Regions from separate parts of the Rattus norvegicus genome. Here region 1 is linked to region 2. Evidence: chromatin contacts called from public Hi-C data. All regions are on one chromosome and are shown on one strand. The core of a region is the stretch at or near the end of the contact, and the rest is flanking DNA. Distances in the headings are between cores, read along the strand shown.

Evidence for each region. Hi-C and Micro-C count contacts between places; a contact is called where the count stands out from the background.
Region 1: a Hi-C map of liver shows a contact between it and region 2, with 3 times the contacts expected there. The contact joins two enhancer-like sites. A contact is called at or near these places in 5 of 12 Hi-C or Micro-C datasets (the A7r5 cell line, Schwann cells, kidney and 2 more).

The regions. Positions count from the first base shown.
Region 1 is chr2:144,742,350-144,745,734 of GRCr8, reverse strand. The region is part of intron 1 of Rpl12-ps2 (ribosomal protein L12, pseudogene 2); the gene reads left to right. Among named protein-coding and RNA genes, the nearest start is that of Rpl12-ps2, 43 kb to the left of the region's middle. Within about 2 kb of position 1,369, at least 4 of the 93 cell types and tissues checked have an H3K27ac peak or open chromatin away from gene starts, as enhancers often do. A contact at or near this core is called in liver, where this site is marked.
Region 2 is chr2:144,545,849-144,549,188 of GRCr8, reverse strand. All of the region lies in intron 1 of Rpl12-ps2 (ribosomal protein L12, pseudogene 2), which reads left to right. All of the region lies in intron 1 of LOC120100827 (a long non-coding RNA gene), which reads right to left. Among named protein-coding and RNA genes, the nearest start is that of Kmt5al1, 110 kb to the right of the region's middle. Within about 2 kb of position 1,293, at least 6 of the 93 cell types and tissues checked have an H3K27ac peak or open chromatin away from gene starts, as enhancers often do. A contact at or near this core is called in liver, where this site is marked.

The sequences.
Region 1 (3,385 bases), core at 120-2,619, 200 kb before region 2:
GTTTATTGTTTCAAACCATTATATTTACTCAAATGGTTCGTAATGCAGAAAGAGTGAACTCATTCTGATGGGAAGTAAAGAATTGTCAGAAAATGTTCAAGAGGCACTACAATTAAGAAAGAAAGGGCACCAAAACCCCTCCCCCCAACACAAGGGGCCTAAAGAATGCATTTTAAAATGATATTGGTGCTGATTTAAAACTGGAAGCAACCCTCATAGCCCCAACAGTGGAATATATAAGCAAATTGTGAGATGTTCAATCTCTAGGTAAAACATATAAGCAATATTGACACATTACGCCTATAGGCAATAATACATAAGAGTCTTAAATGGAATCTAGAACCAAAAGGTGCAAAGCCAACCTTTAAAAAAAAGAGATAATTAGATAAGTGATAAATACATAAAGAAAACAAGAAGAGATTTCTTTTTTCATTTTCTTAAGGCAGGGCTTCACTCTGCAGCCCAGGGTGCACTAGAACTCACAATTAATCCACCTGCCTCTTGAGGGCCCCCATATCAGGCTTAGAAAGAAGTATTCTTCAAGGAGGAGTGGGGATTGGAAATACTGTTAAGGCTTATTTTACATATAATAAAGTTATAACATTTATTATATGTAAATACAGCTTAATCTGTATGTGTCATATACACGCCGATTTTATAACACTCCACTTCATAAAACTGTATGTTTAGCAACTTTAATACACTTCAGGGGATGTAGCTCACTGCTGGTTCACCTGCTAGCCTACTATTCATGAAGCCCTGGTTTCAGTCCTCAGCATTGTATTCACCAGATATTATGGTTTATTCCTGTAATCCTAGCACTCAGGAAGAGAAGGAGAACCTGAAGCTTCAGGTTTTTCTTGACTTTATATAGAATTGGTGAGAGTTGATGGCTAGCCTGTGACCCTGTCTCAAAGGAAAAAAAATAAAGTTTAAAGATAAAATATACATACAATATAGGATCTTGGGAACTAGGCTAGTTCAAAAGGTGAACATGAGCTAGCAGTTAAGACTGTTGAAAACTATGGTAGCAGCCCAGGAAATGAAATGAAAGTAGTTCACAGAAGACAATAAACTACACCTCCACACTACAGAGGGAAACACCACTGGGAGAGCCAACGGTCACTGGTTGCTGAGATGTTCCTAACCTGCCCATGTGACTTATGATCTTTCAACCTCAGAGCAGAGAGCAAATGGGGCCAAAAGAAGGTAGACTTGATGGCAGGAGAATTATGACGAGGTTCAGGCTGTAAGCGCCTTATCTGACTTGTCAGTGGCTTATGCTCCACTTCTCTGTATCTCTGAACGCTGAGAAGGCTGCACTCTTACCCCACTTCCCTTCCTGTCCTATTCCCACATCCAAAGCCAAGGCAAGACTAAAGTCCAGCTTTGTTGACTCTTGGACTAGTGTATTTTTATCTATCTAGCTGAGGAAATACATCTGTACCCTTAACTTTGATCTCTGACTATGAATGAGAGGAAAGAAAATTTCCCACATCAGTAGCTGGTTGAATGGGATAGATAGATGTCTTTTGGGTGAAGTGGGCCAGTCCCTTTGTGATAATTTTACAGTCATCTGTTTAACTTGATTAATGTGCGCCTTGTGAAGGATAAGACCCAGGCTTCTTTCTGCACTGTCCTGAGTCACCTATACTAGTATGGGGCCAGACACATACTTTATAGCTCAGTTATTAATTGTTAAGTGAGTAAAGGAATGAATGGATATATATTAGCTCAGTGAGTGGCTGTCCTGTAAAAGGTGGCACTCAGCTATCAGTGGGTGTGGAAAGAAAGAAAGCACATTGTCAAACACAATGCAAGTTGTCATTAATGAGTCACCTGGGTGATTTTAAAAGTTACCTAATGTCTTCTTCTCTGGGCTATGCTCCTCCAGGGACAGGAAGGCCCACTTCACCAGAAAGGCTTCTATCTCATTCAACCAGCTGAGAGTTCAACATCTTCTGAAGGATGCTAGTGACAGACTGACTTTCCGGCAGCTAGGGTGAGGGTCTTATAGCCCACACACCTACTCCAACAAGGCTACACCTTCTAGTTGTGCCACTCCTTGGGCTGAGCATATACCAACCACCATAATAGCCCAAGCTAACCCAGAACTATACAGAAGGACCTTTGATTTGCTGTGTAGTACATAGTAGCCTAAAACTATAATCCTTCTGCCTCAACATTCCAAGTACTCATATGACAAGCATGTGTTACTATACCCAGCTAATATAATTTTTTGTAGACTCGATAGATAATATCTCCTTGTATATAAAATTTTCTTTATTCAACACATGTTCAATATTTGGGCTATCTCAATTCTAACTTTATGAATAACATTTATACTTAAGAACATTTATTCTTAGGCTTTTATAAAGACGAGTTATTTTTAATAATCTCCACTATATTTTAGGAGAATTGTGAGATCATATGCAGCTTTCTGATTAATATTTTGAAGAACTGAGAAACTGTTTTCTAAAGCGGGTGCATGATTTTATAACCCATTAGGAATATATAAAGGTCTCATTTCTGCACATTCTTGTCAACGTGATCTCAGACATACTAATGAATGTGACATGATGTTTTTGTGCTACTTTGATTTGTATTTTCATACAGTTTAAGATTTATGAAATTTAGCCTTAACCTCAGATCCACAGTCAAAGAGTTGGGCAATAACACCCCTCTCATACTCTTAGGAGGAAGGAAGGGCTTTTGATAAGAATTTTACTAACTTCATTAAATTCTAATTATAAGCTATGTACTTACAACTGGGTTCTTTAAAAACACTTTTATTTTTGTATTTATCTGAAACATAATAAATCCAGAGATGTTCTTTCTGGTATATTATAAACAGCAAGATGGGTTGCTAAAGGTGGAGTGGACGTAGCCATGGGTTCTCTGGTATATATGTTTTGCTTATTTCCGTGGTATGAATCCTCTTTTCTTTTCACCTGCTTTTTAATATTTTAAAATTGTGTGTATATTTGTGTGCTTGTGTATTGGTATGTGCATGTGAGAACAGTGTGTGCAATCTCCAGAGGAAGGCATTGTATCTCCTGAAGCTTGGAGTTACAAGTGGTGGTTGTGAGTTACCATGAGGAGGCTAGAAACTAAACTCTGGTCCCTGTGAGAACAGCAAGTAATTTTAACTTCTGAGAACTGAATAATCTTCCCAGCCCCATACAATAAAACCTTAAAATGAGATTTAGTATTATATGATTCTAACTTCTTGAATTATTTTTAAAATCAAATTAGTTTACCCAGTTCAATTCTGAAGACAATTGTATTAGTCAGAGTTCTCTAGAGTCACAGAACTTATGGAATGTCTCTCTATATTGAGGGAATTCATTGTGATGGCTTACAGTCTGTAGTCCAACTAATCTAA
Region 2 (3,340 bases), core at 44-2,543:
AACACGTGTATTCATCACTAGCTTCAATATTATCAAGTCCTGCACAATACAGTCCCCCATACTCCTGTATCCCATACAACTATTACTTTGAAGAAAATTCCCCCATACCACTCACACATAAACATAAAGAGACTTTTCATAATGTCCACAAATATCTAGCATTCATATTTCCTTCACTATTTCTTTTTTAAAAAGATAATTAGTATTATCAAATATCCCGACAGTTATATTCATTTGCCTCAACTTTTTTTTCTGGAATCAGTGTGCAATGAAGTCCTTAGTTCTGATTGGATAAAAACTCATAGACAGACAAACCTTAGTTCTGATTGGATAAAAATCCACAGACAGACAATCGATAGGTAGACAGATGGACAGAGTAACTCTCTAGACAGATGACAGGCAGGTTCTTCCCTCTGTCACTCGAGAATTCTGATTGTTTTTCCTATGAAGTTTTCTTAAGCCTTGATCTTGTGATCATATCGAATGGTATCATTGAACATGTTTCTCTCCTCCCAAATGTTTGGTTAGATCCAAGTCTTGGCAGCAACCACGCTTGATATTTTGTCAAGAACACTTGAACTGCTATGTTCTTTGTTATAGATCTCCAGCAAGACCAGGTGATTTCTTTGTCTCTCTGTGAAGTTAGCCCAACCACTATCCCCCAACACATACCTGTGTCATGGCTGACTTTGGGAAACAGAAAACTAATCAGTAATTTAAATAACAGAAATTTGAACATACAGAATTATTAAAATAATAGCTGTGGAGATGTAAAGTTGCCTCTAAAGGCCACCCTATATCTGAGGGAGAATATCAAAGAAAAACAACCCTGAAATAGGGGCTCCCCCTAAGGCTGGGCTTCTGACATTGTTGAAGAGGAAGGCTTGAGGCACACTAGCCAGTAGTTGGGGACACTAGGCTATCTGGCAGGTGCCCGTCCATACGTTCATAGTTGCCATGCAAGAAGGGAAGGGCCCAAAAGGCACAGGTAAGCTGAGGCTAAGGCTGTTTACTTACCATACACAATAGGAAGTGTAAGGCCTCGTGTGAAGCATTCACACTTGGAGGGCTTTAAAAAACAAAGTCCAGCCATAGGTGGAAAGTGGGTAGGAGGTCGGACTCCACTGTACGTGTGAAACTTGTACTTCATGAGAGCAAAGGCAAAGGGGTCCCTGAGTTCAGGCAGAGAATCTGGGAGAAGGACCGTACACAGTAGGGATCTTGATGGCACAGGGCATGGCTGAGGAACCTACAAGAGCACTGCTGGAGGTCAGACACCAGGAGTAAAACCAAGAGGAAAGCCCCTTGTTGCTGTGTCTCTTTAGTGCCCTCTACTGATGAAGTGTCAGATCATGCGCAATGGGAAGAAGTGTTTGGAGTTCGTTCAATGAATGACCTCCGAACAGGTACTGAAAGGGTGGACTTAGGGCGGAAAGGCAATAACTTATATATTGATATAATGGTCACTGTTTACCTTCATTGCTTCTTTGGTGGCTGCAGAGCAGTAGTAATTTGGTTTTATTGATCTTCTGTATTTACCGGGTGCTTGTTCAGAGAGAAATTTCCCACGTCCCCTTGAGTACCCAAGGCACCATGTATACAAGCACCTGGTTCCCTCCCCATTGCCATTTTTCTTTTAATTTGTCTTCTTTCTCCATCCAGGCCCGGCTTCTTGTGAAAGTTAATTTCTACCAACCACATCTTTCTGGGTGAGTCTCGGCTCTACCCACAGAGCCCCTGAACACAACGAAGGAGATAGAGATGTTCGTTCCCACCTCGTGTAACCCTCGCCACTACCTTATGAAATGGGTCACAGCCCAGGGAAAGGAAACAAGGACTTCCAAGTCACCCAGCTTGGTGGTGGGAAGGACTGGGCTCAGGACACAGGCTGTTTACCTCGGAGTCGAGCCTGGGAAGACCTTATATTCAGCTTGTTTCTCCTACGGGAACTTCAAGCTCCGGTCTCCTGGGTCTTGTCTCTTTTCTATTTGCTTTTGAATCCCCAGGTCGTGGCTTTTAGCATCACTGTTGAAAACTCCCAGTTTCTCTCCCAGGGTCACACATACCAGTGGGATCCCGGTCTTTATTGAGGGGCCGTGTCCGATTAACCACCCCTTCTTTTCTTGTCTCAGGCAGATGCTTCCTTCCTCTCTAGTCTTTTGTCCCTTCCTCAGTCTCCTCCTCCACACAGAAGAGAATGAGAACTCAGGGGATTGTGAGAGAGAAACAGTAACTGCTGACCCTGGTGGTGACGTTAAAACTGACTCTCCTTCCTTCTCCATTTCCGGAAGCCATGAACCAGCTGTGAAAGCCCAGACACTCCAGCTATGTGGGCCGCTGAAAATCCTGTTTCAATCTGCTTTTCCTTCCCTCTCTTCTCCAGTTCAAACACAGCCTCCAAAAACTCACCTAATACCTCTGGAGTCTAGTCTAGGAGTCACCAATCCTGCTTGCTAATCTTCTTCACCCCTCTGAGCTCCTCCACTTACTTCTTCTTGCTTTCCTTCCTCCTACCCAGGCTTTCCTGGCAAAAGTCAACAAAATAACAAAGAATGGGGAATAAGTAAACAGCAGCCTCCCCTAGCTCGCCAGCAAGCTCAGGAGTCCCTGGAAGTGCTTCCTTCATTTACACTGATGAGTCTGTATTTCAAAGGGCCTGGCACTGCTTCAAGGCCAGTTACAGCAGCCATGGAGTCATTGTGCTGAGATGAAGGTGAATCCAGGCAGTTTCTATTTTTAGATTCGATTGTTTCTGGAAAAGGTTGCACATCACATAATAGGAAATCCCAAGAGTGTGAAGACTGTTTCCTGCCAGTTGAAGCGTTGTTGTGGTTGGCTGTTCTGATCATAGAGACACGGGAGTGAGTGGGTGAGGGTGGAGGGCAAGGTCGGGCTATGCTGGGGGCAGACTGGAAGGGAGTTGGGGAAAGTAGGATCGCAATTGCCAGGAGTTTTAGAACTGTGAGAGAAAGCAGAGCAGCTGTAAGAGGATGCAACCATAATAATGCCTTCCCTGAGTCTGTCAGTATAGGGTCAGCTAGCGCAAGTTATCGTCAACCTGGCCTGGGCCATTTGTCATTAAAAATTATCCTGTGTAATTGAATATGTAAATGATTCTGCTGGAAGCTGATAATGATAACTGGAATAATGACATCAGCCCACAGTTGTCAAGATGCAGGTAATAAATATCCTTTCCTCAGTACAGAATTCCTGGAATGAGGGCCTGGCATTGTTAGCATGTGTGAAGCCCTGGGCCCCACCTTCCACGAGCCAGGCGTGTGGCCTCTCAGGCATCATTCAGAGGTCCCTGCGAAGCATTAGCTTGTTTTTCTGTTTTGCT